Linked DNA regions of Hordeum vulgare: regions 1 and 3 are each linked to region 2. The links are chromatin contacts, called in public Hi-C maps. All regions are on one chromosome and are shown on one strand. Each heading gives the region's core, a stretch centred on a gene start, on an enhancer-like site or on the middle of the called end of the contact. The rest is flanking DNA. Distances are from core to core; before and after follow the strand shown.

The links. Hi-C and Micro-C count contacts between places; a contact is called where the count stands out from the background.
Region 1: a Hi-C map of seedling shows a contact between it and region 2, with 2.4 times the contacts expected there. The contact joins the promoter of LOC123409951 here to the promoter of LOC123407791 in region 2.
Region 3: a contact with region 2 is called in a Hi-C map of leaf, with 5 times the contacts expected there. The contact joins the promoter of LOC123407389 here to the promoter of LOC123407791 in region 2. A contact is called at or near these places in 2 of 6 Hi-C or Micro-C datasets (leaf and seedling) and 1 of 1 datasets of contacts at active chromatin or transcription factors (embryo).

What each region holds. Positions count from the first base shown.
Region 1 is chr7H:485,288,115-485,292,574 of MorexV3_pseudomolecules_assembly, reverse strand. It overlaps LOC123409951, which reads right to left and starts at 3,061. Exons shown (of 6, transcript XM_045102821.1): 1 at 2,737-3,061; 2 at 908-1,110. The coding sequence starts at 3,024.
Region 2 is chr7H:484,599,294-484,603,754 of MorexV3_pseudomolecules_assembly, reverse strand. LOC123407791 (transcription factor bHLH144-like) reads right to left here and starts at 2,152. Exons shown (of 3, transcript XM_045101010.1): 1 at 1,889-2,152; 2 at 1,620-1,793; 3 at 1-318. The coding sequence starts at 26.
Region 3 is chr7H:485,267,552-485,272,114 of MorexV3_pseudomolecules_assembly, reverse strand. LOC123407389 (acyl-coenzyme A oxidase 3, peroxisomal-like) reads right to left here and starts at 2,091. Exons shown (of 13, transcript XM_045100514.1): 1 at 1,504-2,091. The coding sequence starts at 1,988.

The DNA.
Region 1 (4,460 bases), core at 1,812-4,311, 690 kb before region 2:
ATTACCTTTCCCACTAATCATTTAATTTGTATTTTAGTACTCTCCTTTAACTAATTTGATTATTTCACAGCTTAATCTGCTTAGTCTCCTCAGTATGAAACATAACAATAGAAGAGTAGGAAAAAAAAGATATGGAACACGTATGCCCCAGAAAAAGGGTCAACACAGCATTTTTCTTCTCGATTTCATCTTTATGTTAAGCTGGACATTTTTCATGCCCTGTCTGAGCTTGAGAATAGTTGCTGGTGATTGAATGAACATTCATAGTGTAGACTAGAGAGATCAATGTTGAAGGTCCTAACACTCAGTAACCGGTACTCGCTCAGTCACCTCACCTGGAAGTGATTATATGGTAAGCAGGCTTGTACTCATTTTCTTCTAAAGTAATGTATCTATGTATGTATATTCCTATGGAATTAAAACCAACATCTTATTCTATTAGGGAACGTAGAGTAGATGGAGCAGCAGCAGCAGCCACCTCTGAAAAAACGAGATACATTAGCAGCAGCCCCTGGTGTCAGAAAGAGAATGAGCATGAGCTTCTGCCACTTGTGAGAGCAGCCAAAGCAATAGCAGGCTCCACCTCCGCAAAATGGAGATGCAATAGCACATCCCCTGGACCCTGGTGTCGGAGGGGGGGGGGGATTGTTACAGAGACTATCCCAAGTAATTTCCCATTATATTATACCAGTGCATTGAGTATCCACCCGGTTATATTGGTTACATATGTTAAGAACTTGGTGAAGGCACATGTTAAAAGCACTCAGCCAATAAATCTATTTTTTGTAATACCTTGCTGGCAATCTCATGAGTCATCTATGGTCCAAAGAGCTCGATGGTCATTCAAATAAGCATATAGATTGAACCAAATAACTATAATATTCCATGACTTACAAATAAGCTGTACCTGTGAAATGAATCGATGAACTCCATGCTATGGGCATCAATCATTACAACCGGAAATTCAAGAATTTCAACCTTTCCCTCCAAATCAAGAACTAAAAAATAATCCAGTTTCTGAGGCTTCACTTTATCTGCAGCTGAAGCATTCACTGGTAGATCCATCGACAAATTATGATTGAATTTTTCAACATGCAAAGCATCATCCATCTGTGGAAATACAAATCTAAATTACAATAGTGCTTTCACTAAATAGTCAAGTATTAATGCAGTATTTTTATTAAGGGCTACAAATCTGTTTAAGGAAATTCAAACGGAATGGACACGGCTTCGCTAACCCAAAAATTTACTAATTTACTAATGTGAAAACTCATCTGATTACCATGCCACGTAAAAGTTGGAGTACTCATCAAGACTAGTTCGGAATGCACTGAATAAAGTATTAATTGGGCTTTAAAGAATCCGTACCTGTTTAAACAGATACAGGACATACTGTCAATACTAAATAACAAATAGAGTAAATTTCCACATTGTACATCCTAAAACAAAACTATCAGTTAATATTGATGCCACAAGATTTATTGTACTTCTAAGAAGACAAAGAGTTCACGAGTGCAATGTTCTTTAACCTATTAGGGAGTCGTATCCAGATTTTCTAGCAGTCCAAATTTCAGCATTCCATTCTTGTCTCTCATCCGTTGTATATAGAAGAGGATAATTCAATATCCTGTTCAGCTCTTCTCATATAAGTATGTTTATATAAACTACTAGAACCCATGGCTTCTAGACATTTTCCCAGTAAATTCTACAACTTTTATCATATATTTTTTATTTATTTGCTTCTGCTTGATTTAGTAATCCTAACCTAATTCTGATATTACATAACAAAATTTACTAGTAGCAGATAATACAAGCCGATTCCATAAAAAGCTAATATCATTATAAGTTTATATACTATTCATAGTTGTCATATACAGTACAGAGACTTTTCAATGAAAAGAAACGCAGAGTCTTTGCGTTTTCTCGAAAAAAAAATATACAGTACAGAGACTTGAATCTAGAACATGTTTTACCATTAAAAACTCATAAAACGCCTCAACTGCTAAAAACATTAGTGACATGTGGAGGTTTTATTTAGCTGTAACTAGTAAATCAAAATGTTGTAAAACAATCTCATTGTGTAAACTTGGACAGCGGCAACGTGAATACTCCATAGTCCATAAGTAATTCCTCTTTTTCTTTATTTTGCCCATCACTGAACTTGATTATACCAGTAACTTAAATCACCAGAGATACTTCCATTCCTAGCCTACCATATCGGAAGCTGTTAGCATCCTACAAACCTACAGTCTTTAGAAAGACGAGTTCTTCCTTGTAGTTAGTCCGGACAATAGTTCTGCATAGTGCATACTATGTTTTAAATCTTCACCAAGTAATAAAAAAAAAATATGATGTCTGTTTTATAGCTACACTGTCTAAATCAAAGTTTGATCATCCTAACACATGCCACTCTTGAATTACAAAGGCGTGCATCTGGATCTAAATGTTTGCTTTATGAAACCACATACCACCTTGCCGGCCGTGTAACTGAAGGAAAACGCAAAATAATCATCAACGACGAGAAGATACTCCTTACAGTTCCAAGCTCATGATTTCACCAATGCCTCACCCCAAAATAAGCATCAAAGACTACTTCTCCTGGCATTAGTTGAGTTCCTATGTGCTAGCAAATGTAACCAATTTATAACTACCTACGTGAACACAGAGACGGCTCGGCACACAGAACTAACCGGTAATCAAGCCACAATGAGGGGAGCAGACTGGAAGAAAAATCACCATGGTGCATTTTCCCTGGGTGTAGTACAAGCACGTGGGCTTCCACGGCCGCCTGGAGGTGGGCCTCGGGGCTCCCGCCACCTCCCCCTCCTCCCTCGCAGTAGGAGGGAGAGGAGAAGCTTGGGAAATACTGGCATCGATGGGGAGGCTTCTTGGGTGAGAGAGGCGACGAGTCGACACAGAGGAGGTAGAGAAGGGGCGCAGGAAGGAATGGAGCAGGGAGGAGGTGGTGGTGGAGGAGGGGAGGAGGAGGAGGAGGGAAGAAGACGAAACCCTAGCGAGCGCCATTCCAAACGATGCTCCCGGCTGAGTTGCGGGAAGCTGCTGCGGATAGGGGATCGGATCGGATGGACTGGGTCCGACCGTCCGAGAGCCAGTTTGTTGGGCTCATGGGCTAGAGCCTGCTCTTCTGGTGCAGAAGCATGGAAAAGGCCTAAGGCCTGTTTGTTAGGTTGCATCTTTTTTTTTTTTGAACATCGGCAAGTATTATTAGGTAAGTAGCATGTCCTTTACAATAAATGGGATCAGGAAGTCTGGAGGTTTATCATGCCACACCCCATATTCCTGTCCCTCAAAACTAAAACGAGCAAGCTCATGGGCACACCCATTAGCTTCATGCACACAATGACTTACAGTCACCCTGCGAAAAGAACTTATCAACTTTCGACAATCGTCGGTAATCGCTGCTCCCGACGCCCGATACTCGAACGGATTCTGTATAGCCTGCACAATCTCCATAGAATCGCTCTCGATATTGATATCGAGAATACCCACCCCTCGGCAAGTCGTAAACCTAGTAGCAAAGTTAATGCCTCCATCGTAGGAGCATAAGAGCATGTTGCCTGAATTCCACCGCTGCAGCAATAAACCCTCATTTGAAGTCCCGTAGAATTGCACCACATGAACCACCCCTCTGTCCACATGGTATGGCGTGTCCACGTTCAATTTTATACATCCCGATGCCGGCCTAGACCAGCAAATATCCCTCTGAGGAACTGTCTTCTTCTCGGCACACCAATTGGCAACAATCCCTCTAATTTGTAAGGCAGATCGTGTCGGGGTTGCAACCTCCTCATCATGTGAAATCTGTCGCCGTTCCCACCATATATACCAACATGCAACAAGGATCAGCTCCACCGCATTATCTCCAGGAACTTGCACCCCCCCCCCTTGTAACTTTGAGCACAAAATCTCATCCAAAATCAGTGATCCTGACCTGTACTGCGACGCGACAGCTGTCACACAATCTCTGAGACCTAATTCTTCCCATACCTCTGAAGCTCTTTGGCAAATGAAAAGCATGTGTATGAGGGCTTCTGGGTCAATTTTACACACAAAGGCAAGTTACCGGCGTCTTTATAAGCCTGTTCGCAAAAGTACAATAACAAGGCACAATATCGTGCAGCGTCCTCCAAATAAAAGTAAGCACCTTGGGAGGGGCCTCGTCTCCCAAGGTATTTTCCAAACCGGATGAGAATCACTTCTTCCTCCTCCTGTTACAATCCCAACTCTGATTCTGTATTCTGCCTTCCACTCTGCATGATATGCTGATCTCACTGTGATGCAACCAGACTTACAAAATTGCCAAGCAATGAAATCCTGTTGATCTTGAGATGAAAGTGGAATTTGTAAAATTCTTGAAACATCAATAGGCCAGAAATTATCTTGTATAAGTTGTACATCCCATTCACCCGTGGTAGGGTCAATTAGATCATGTACCGTCT
Region 2 (4,461 bases), core at 903-3,402:
TACCCGTAGCCTGGATCTCCCTGCATCACTTCACTTGCTGCTGCTAGCTGCTCGATCAACTCCTACAGATGTCTTTGTGGATGGATGGGTTTGGTGGAGAATTCAAGGGAAATGACAGGTGTTGCTTTCGAAGGGAAGGAAAACGAACAAGAAGAATTCAATGGTGGTTCGGGTTAGCTGGAGCTGGACTTTCTCAGGTTCAATTCAAAATTGATTCGGTTAGTTTAAGGCTATTTTGGATGGAGTGTCTGGTCGATGTGGTGGATTCTGTGGTGGAATCTACGTCACGGGCTTGAGCAGCTGGCGGAAGTATTCGGCCTGCAAGCAGGAAGGCAGTGGCAAGATACGTTAGTGAACGATCACGATCAGACAGTCAAACATAAGTTACAAAAGAAATGGAAGCGCAAACATGAGTAGTAGTATGATGGAAGTGCATGCAATGTATGACCATGACTTATGATGCATCTACTTGTTCTGAAGCGTGGCGAGATTGCCCAGCGTGAGAACAGAGCAAGATGAGAGCAGAGCGTGGCAGCGACTAGTCTTTGAGAGAGACTGAACATGAATGCATACATGCACGAACAGAACAGAGTAGGCGACTAGCATATAGCACTCGTAAAAAGCAAAGGGTACTTGGCTGCAAGTAATGATCATGGTTGTACAAAGCGTACTGTAGTACACTAAAACATAGCACAGGCCAGCCATCCCACTCGATTCTCCAAGGGAAATGCCCTAATAGTACCAGCAATGTGGGTATCTAATTCTGTTTGCCGATACTTGCAACTTGTTATTACTGGATAAATCTGAACTTACATGAACTATGGCTACTGTTTCAGTACGAAACTACGATACTGGAACCAGAGGAACTACAGAATGTGCTGTCTTTTTTCCATACAATCCGAAAAATGTAACTACAGAGCGTACTGTAATGCGAAATTAGGATTCACTGGCGTGTCAACTGGCATTATGAATCAAACGAACTGTTTTATATTTCATGTAGTACCTTACGATCTAGTACTGCTAACTGTTTTATTTTAACTATGTATATATGTCAAGGAGTACTGGTAGTACGCTAGCAAGCGAACAAGCGCACGAACATGCTCCCCTGTGTGAGGCAGAGAATACAAAACCAAAGCAGCGGTGTAGTACTACTAGTAGCTGCAAGCCTGCAGCTCCCATCTTTTGTCGACCAACAAAAGAAAAAAGCAAAACAAAAAGACAGTGCTTGAAAACGCCATGTCTTTTTCTTTTGACCACTAACAAGCCACTTTGTCAACACGCCCGTGGACGTCGAGTTCCGTCAAAACGCGGGCGGGCCCCGATCGCAAGCTTTGCTGTCTGCATGCAACAGCATTCGGGCCGGCATTTCCTTTCCTTTCGTATCAAACACTAACGGACAGCACCAATGAGAGGAAAGTTGCTGCTTATCTACAACTATACTAGAAGATGAGATGATGCATCATGATTCCCGCTCCCACTACTGATGCTCAAAAGCTAGGAAGAAACCAGCAGGAAGAATTAATCTGAAGCTAAACAAGTAGCAGGAGTAGTAGCAGAAAGAAGAACATTGTAGCAGCAGCAGCTTACTAGTTTTTCGGTGCGGGAGGCTCTGTCCTCACCTGGCAGACCTGCGTCAATCTGTAGTAACACGCGACGGCGCCACTTGTCATAACGATCGCGTCAGGCCCGTTGAACCCAGCTCGCATGTCCTCCCGGAGCGCTGCCTATCGGCGGAGCGGCGGCGATGATGATCAGAGGACGACGACATGGGAGAACACCCACGGCATCCTACTCTGCATCATCAAACGGAGACGGCATCAGGTCAAGGCACTGCGCAGCAGAGCAGGCGAGCGAGAGATGTAGTAATGGCGATGGCTTGCGTGGTTACCAGTCAGTGGACGAGGTGCGTATGGTATGGATGATCTGGGTGGATGGTGGAGAGCACAGCAGGAAGAACAGAGCGGGTGGATGGATGGGTGGATGGGTGGAAGGCGCGGGGTTTTATACAAGGGACGATGAAGCGGGAGCGGGGGGCGTTGGATGCTCGGATTGGTGCGTGCGTGCGTGGGTTGAAGCCTCTCTCCGTCTCCCTCTCTGTATTGATTCTTTTTTGCCTTGCACTCCTTTTGAGTAGATACATACGTCCAGTACAGAGAGGAAGGGGGAGGAGGAGGATGGCGAGCAGTGATGGAAACGAATGAATGAATGGGGGCGGGGGCGGGGGCGGGGGGAGAGAGGGAACGAAATTAATGAGGTGGCGTGCGCACTCGATGGGTTCGTGCTCGCTGTGGGTGCGCGTGCCGCTTCCCACCGCGCCCGAGCCCTCGGACCGCCCCGCGGCCCACGCCGTTTGCACCATGACGCGCGGGCCCGGGGGAGAGGGGCGGCCCGCAAGTCTGTGACAGTAGTAAGGCCACCGCACGGCGGTTGAGAGAGAGGAGGAGAGGCCCCGGTCGGTCAATGGAGGTGGGCATCGTGGCAGGGCAATCCAAGCACGAAGCAAGCCGAGCCGCATGCACGCACGCACGCACGCGCCCGCCATTGAGTGCATGCACGAACGGGTGGCGCGCCGTCGGATCGGGATCGGGCGGCGGAGGGGGCGGGCGCCGTCGGCGTGCCCGCCGCGGCCATCGATCGATGCTGGCTAGGGCCGCGTCCCGTCCCCCCGGTGGTGGTAGGGTAGGCGCCGGCGGGGCGGGGCGGGGCGGGATAGTCATGGCGGCGCGCCGGGGCGGCCGGGGGGACAGCCATCATGGCCAAGGAGTACTGGCAGCGGGGCTTGCCCCGATGGACCACCGGACATGCGAGATTACTCATCGAGATACTACTTCACGTGCTGTCTCCTAGTGGATTACACTCGCCTCGCCCCCGCCCTGCTTTGCCAATTGCGATTTCCTTCTGGTTTTGCTTCCGTTCATTCATTACAAAAGTCGTGACACACTGCTGCTGCTGCTAGTTCAAATCCAAGTAAATTCCATTGCTTGGTAGCGTAGGGAATTTCGGTAGTAGAAAAATGGGGCGTAGCAAACGGGTGATCGACACACATGCCCGGTAGAGCATGATAGCCATGCGACATATGGCACTGGCGTCACCGGGGCGTCACTCGGCCCGCGCCGCCTGATTGGTGTGTGCGGAGGCCCGTGCGACCGGAGAATCATGGGCGCCACCGGAGGCAGCCGCTGGCAGTGATGGTGTAGCGGCGCAGGGGAACGGCCCGATGCAACCGCCATTATAGGCCATCAAACGCCCTGCCCTGCCCTGCCCTGCCCTGCCTCGTTGCATCGCGACGCAGCTCGACCGCCCTCTCCTCCTCTCCTCCTACTACGTACGTACTACTCCCGCTGAAAGGCGGGGACCCGCCCTAGACCACGTCCAGGGCGCACACTCCACGCCGTAGGCGCTCTCGTGTCGGGGGAGGCGCGCCGCGCCGTGGAGGCCATCATCGCCGTCAAATGCCATGATGCGCCCGGCCCCCGATCGAGCGTTCGCGTCACGACGGGGGCCGAAGACCGCCATGTCGTCCGTCCGGCATTGGCTTGCCGACTCGCTCCAACGCCGGGCGCAGAGCTCCGATTTCCTGCGTAGGTAGAGTTCTAGTACTACTAGCCAGCACAGCCTGTCAACGCAGCGGGGCCGGCTTCAGGCACGACTGTACGTGAATTGTTTCGAGCACCGGGCGCGTGCGTGCATGAACTGCGTCCGGCCGACTTTCGGAGTGACTTGGATTCACGTGCTAATCATTGACTACCAAACGTATTTGCAGTGAGATTTCCGCAAGTGCTGCCGTGTAAGTAATCTCAGCTATCACTAGTACAACGTCTCAACAAACCACCAAAGTACGCATGGTCCTTGTAGGAGGAGTTTGGGGGCATTTTGACGACGGACATGTGCGCACACCCCAACCATGCCCAAGATCTAATTTTCAGCCACAAATAGTAGTGTTGAGCTAACCATATCACCTAAAAATTTACTATATTTAGGTGCTTTACATGCAAGAATCACACTGCAAGCGCTAATTAAGCTTAGAAACTTGATATATTCGGAGCCTATCCTTCATTGTAATGCTAGATTCATCACTGGTTAGAGTACATATATCCCAACTCTCAAAAACATTTATTTTCACTCTTTTAATCTAAACTAGGATGATCATTCGATGTGTCAGAACATGTTTGAAAAAAGAGAGTTTATTGCTAGTATTGCCAGAACATGTTTCTGGACTCTCACTATCATTTTATTTAAGGGGTGTTAATCTAAAGTATATTGCTTTTCTGACATGACAATTCAGCTTAGTTTGTTTTTCCATAATGTTTGTGTGGTAAAAGCAAACTCAACATCGATAATTTTGAATTGCATTTTAAATAAATATTAAATTATGGAAAGTTAAATGAACACAATGAAAGAAATTAATTTGATAATGTAGAAAAAATAGGATGCTACTATCAACTGGGTAGATATGTATTG
Region 3 (4,563 bases), core at 842-3,341, 670 kb before region 2:
ACCATGGGTATTTTCCTCCTAGCTGATGAGGTTCATGCTAGGCTGGACTCGCCTAGTTCCAGGTTCTTTTGAGAAGGAGCTGGTTCCAAGCATAAACATCACATGGTCAAATGGGCGGCAATATGCTACCCAAAGAACCAGGGAGGGCTAGGGGTGATAAACTCCAAACTCATGAACGTAGCTCTCCTTTCCAAGTGGATCTGAAAACTTTACCAAAATGCTTTGGGGCTTTGGCCGGATTTTCTTAAAGCCAAACATGTTCCCAAAGGATCCTTCTCCGAGTCTGCTGCCCGCGGCTCGCCGTTCTGGAATGGGATCGAAGTGGCTTTTGCCTTGGGGGCTAAATTTGATGTTAACAACGGTGATCAATTCGTTTTTGGTTCGACTCGTGGTCGTGCGTGGATATTCAGCAGCTTTGGATGGAGTTCCAGGCCCTGTTTTTGCTTGAGGTTGAGCCAAACATTTTGGTGGCAGAGGCTTTGCGTTCCTCACCACCGGTCATTGCCTTTCGCCGTGAGCTCCCCCCCATCGAGTGTGGCAGCTGGGGCTTGCCGTGTGCTAAGGTGGGTTCGATTAGCTTGAATAACAATCCTGATAAAGTGTGATGGCACCTCTCTTCCTTGGGGCAGTTATCGTTTAAATCGTTGTATGCCAAACTTACCAAGGGCCCTGTTTTGAATGTAGCCAGGGAGCTTTGGAAAGCCAGAGTTCCCCTTAAAGTCAAGATTATCTTATGGCAAATGTTCCATAATCGTCTCCCTAACCCGGTCATGTTGCCCTACCCCGGTCAATGTTGCCAAGCGCAATGGACCTTCCGAGGGCCAATTTCCTGTGCGTTCAGTATAGGAGGATGCCAAGCACACATTCTTTTGCTGTCATTTAGCTAAATTTGCTTGGATTGCTGTTAGTGAGGCCATGGGGGTGAGCTGGAACCCTGCTTCTTGTGCCGATTTGCTTACTTGCTTATCTTCTGTGCATGGTTCTTCTAAACGTGTGATGTGAAGCTGTGTTGGGGCATTCCTTTGGTCACTTTTGGCATTTCCATAACAAGATAACGATCGAGGGGGTGTTTCCGTCGCACCCAGCTGACTGAATCGTTAAATGCATCCTGTTTTTGCAGGAACGGGCTCGGCTGGGGAGGCGTCAAGACGCTAACTAAGCTCCGTCAGATCAACAGTATCGCCAGGTCTTCACATGTCGCCTCTTAGGGTAATTGCGACTTTTGGTGTGCCGAGCCTGCGTGCTCTGTTCGGGCTGATGGACCCGTAAGCTGACTATTTCTATCTGGTTGTGTGAACCTTTTCGTATGACTATTTCTATCTGGTTGTGTGAAGCTTTTCGTACCGTCTGTTCTATGTACTCTGCCTGTTGTGTGGGCTTCGTTCTACATACTGTATTTTGCGAATCAATCCCAATGTGTCTTAAATGTGTTGATTTGAAATATTTTGCATGAAAGAATACATGAAGTTTGATGGCGAGGGGAAGTGTCAATGAAGTAGGTACCAGAGGAAGAAGTGGACGCCGACCTTGATGGCGAGGGAGTGGTCGTAGACGCCGAGGCACTCGAGCAGCGCGAGCTTGCGAAGCTCGGCGTCGGGCCCTGGCTCCGTGAGCCAGCCACGGAACACGCCCCTGCGCGCGAGGTACCCGATCCGTCGCATGGTGGCCTCCCTCTGCCCCTCCTTCCCCTCGTTGTAGTCCGGCGACACGAACACCTTGTCGCCGGCGCGGCGGGGGCAGAAGAGCGGGCTCTCCTCCATCGCGCCGTACGCCCAGTCGCGCTCCCTCAGGTGGTGCCCGTCGAGGAGCGCGCGGAGCTCCATCGGCGCGAACGCCGGCGGGGCCTCGGACGATTCCGGGGGCGCGTAGCTCAGGCACGGGGAGAAGTGCAGCCCCGCCACGGCGGCGGCGGCACCGGGGGGGAGGCCAGCGAGGTGGCGGGCGATCGCCGCCGCGCGGCGGGCAGCTGCGGTGGGAGAAGCGTCCATCAGCGTCACGCGTCTGGAATTGGTTGGCGAGTCAACGAGGATTGGTGGGTTGGATTGGGAGGGAGGGGAGGGGAGGGGGGCAGATTAGAACAGAGGAGGGAGAAGCTTGCGAGATGTTCCAAGCTCCAGGCCAACGGATATTTCAAGAGAGAATAATAATGCCACCCACGGCCGCAACGGAAAGAAAAAATTCTGACGTACGGCCGCAACGGAATTGGTACTCTCTCCTATCCATTACTCCGTATCAACTAACTCTCCTTTAGTCTAGGCCATCAATTAATAAGTGTACGCGTACACTTCAATTCTTGCGAGTACTACCATAAAGATTTCCCTGTTTGATCATTTTATTGCGGATCTGGTGTAGCTGCAACATGGATGATGGATGAAAATGAATTGAAAGCGATGTTGTTTTACAATTTTTTACTTGAAACTCCCAGGTAAAAAGACGGAGAGCTGCTACACACAAGACAGATTTTAGACTGTTGAAACTAATCGAGCGGGAAGGAGGGACAAACAAATAAGAATGAACTTGTGTAGTCTTTAGGGTAACTCCAACGGACCGACCCAAAGGGACGATAATTTTGTTCGTTTTTTGTCCGTTTGGGTCGGCCAGACGGACACGAACGTCCGTTTCGATGTTTGAGTCGACACATGCGTCGAACGCTGACTCGATCCATTTTTACCGGAATGCACCAAACATGCATAATTAAACATTAAAAAAGCCGGTCACGAAGGCCGACGAGAGTCCACGCGTTATATTATTATGAAAAAAGAAAAAACCCTAGGCATCCTCGGCGGCGGCAGCGAGGTCGGGCTGTGCCGGAGCGGGGGCTGGCTATGCCGGCGCGGGTAGTGCTGGTGTCGGCGGTGGCGCACCACGGACACACTCGTTCGCCAGACGCAGCGCCATCTTAGCTTGAAGGTAGGCGGCCTCCTCTGGAAGAAGCGCGCGGGGATGGACGGCGAGGGTGTTCTGGAAAAAACTAAGCGTAGCACGGGCGCGCTCGTGCGCCTGGTGCATCGCCCTCTTAGCCTGCAGGTAGACGACCTCCACTGGAAGCATCGCACGGGCATAGACGACGAGGTTGTCCCGTTGTCCATGGTTGTTGGGTCGTCGACGAGGAAACAGAGGGGTGGCGAGATGGGGACGCGGGAGGGTTCTGGAAGCAGATGGCCGAACCCCACCGCACGCTCCGATTAAACAAGGCCGACCATGGTCGCTGACGCGTGGGCCCGAGGATGACAGCCGTCATAAATTGTGTTGACCGCGGTGGTTGGGGTGGACATCGAGGGGGCACGCGCGCATCCGCTTCGCGTCCGCACCTACGCATTTCAGTCCCAAATTTGGATCGGAAATGGGTCGACGCGGACGCGAAGGGATACGTTTTGGCAATGGATCGACGCGTTGGACCATCATTTTTATCCGCACCGACCCAAACGAACGACGGACGACGAAATGGATCGTTCAATTAAAATTACTCTTATTGATCATCTTTCACAGATTATATACAAGGTCGAAGAGGCGCCTAGTGGGATGCGCCGGTTGGCAAGGGGTGAAACAGGAAAGGAATTGACCGGATGATTGCTAGAGTTGCAACCGCACGTGAGGGGAAATCGGGGATTTCCTAATTAATCATTGGGGTTAATTATCCTTAACACTTTCCTTAATCCCCGCTTTTATCGTATGTGTGATTATCATAATTGTTCATAGAAAACCTGTGAAAAAAATATGAGGAGGTAGGCATTCGATATGTTGTTGAAAATCTTGCAAATTCAATGAAAAAATAAGAAAAAATGATGCAACATAAATGATTATTACCTCTTCCAACTCAATATGGAAAACCCCACAGAATTAAGAGGACAATAAATGTATTTTATATACTTTTTTAAAAACCCCAGTGGAAAGAACAGAAAGTATGGCATATGGTATTGTGTTGATATTAGTTATTACCTTATTAAAAATCTTTGTATGAACCTGTAAAATAAACTCTTGAAGAGAAAAATAGTCTGATATGACACTTTGAACAGAATAATTCAGAAAGATACTCCCACTGATTATTGCATATTCTGAAGTCATCATATACTAATTTCATGAACACATTTCTAAAATATAGAAGTTTGTAAAGACAAGATGAACACATCAGTTGCATGATTTAACTTGCAGGATTGCAATATCGTGATATTGCTTATTATGTAACATGTTTGCATCCGGACAACACAAGCAACATTATCTTCGAGATAATGGTTGGTGGATGTAGCCACGAGGTCTGTTTCAAAATCTCCCATGAGATGGCTACCACGCCTAGTAGGAACACAAACCTTGTCTACGACCTAACATAACAGGGATCTGATCGATGTATCCAATGATATTGGTGTCCAAATTTCTATGAAACTGAAATATTAGGATAAAATGTTTGATGCATTGGAGACATCGAAAGATATTCTTGAGTCTCAACCAATTATGTTTGATGGAACCAATGCATGCACTATGATATGGAACCTTAGGCCTCAAATATCTTATTTCCACCCCTCGTGGTCTAAATGAATACTTCTCTACATCCAGAGAACGAACAAT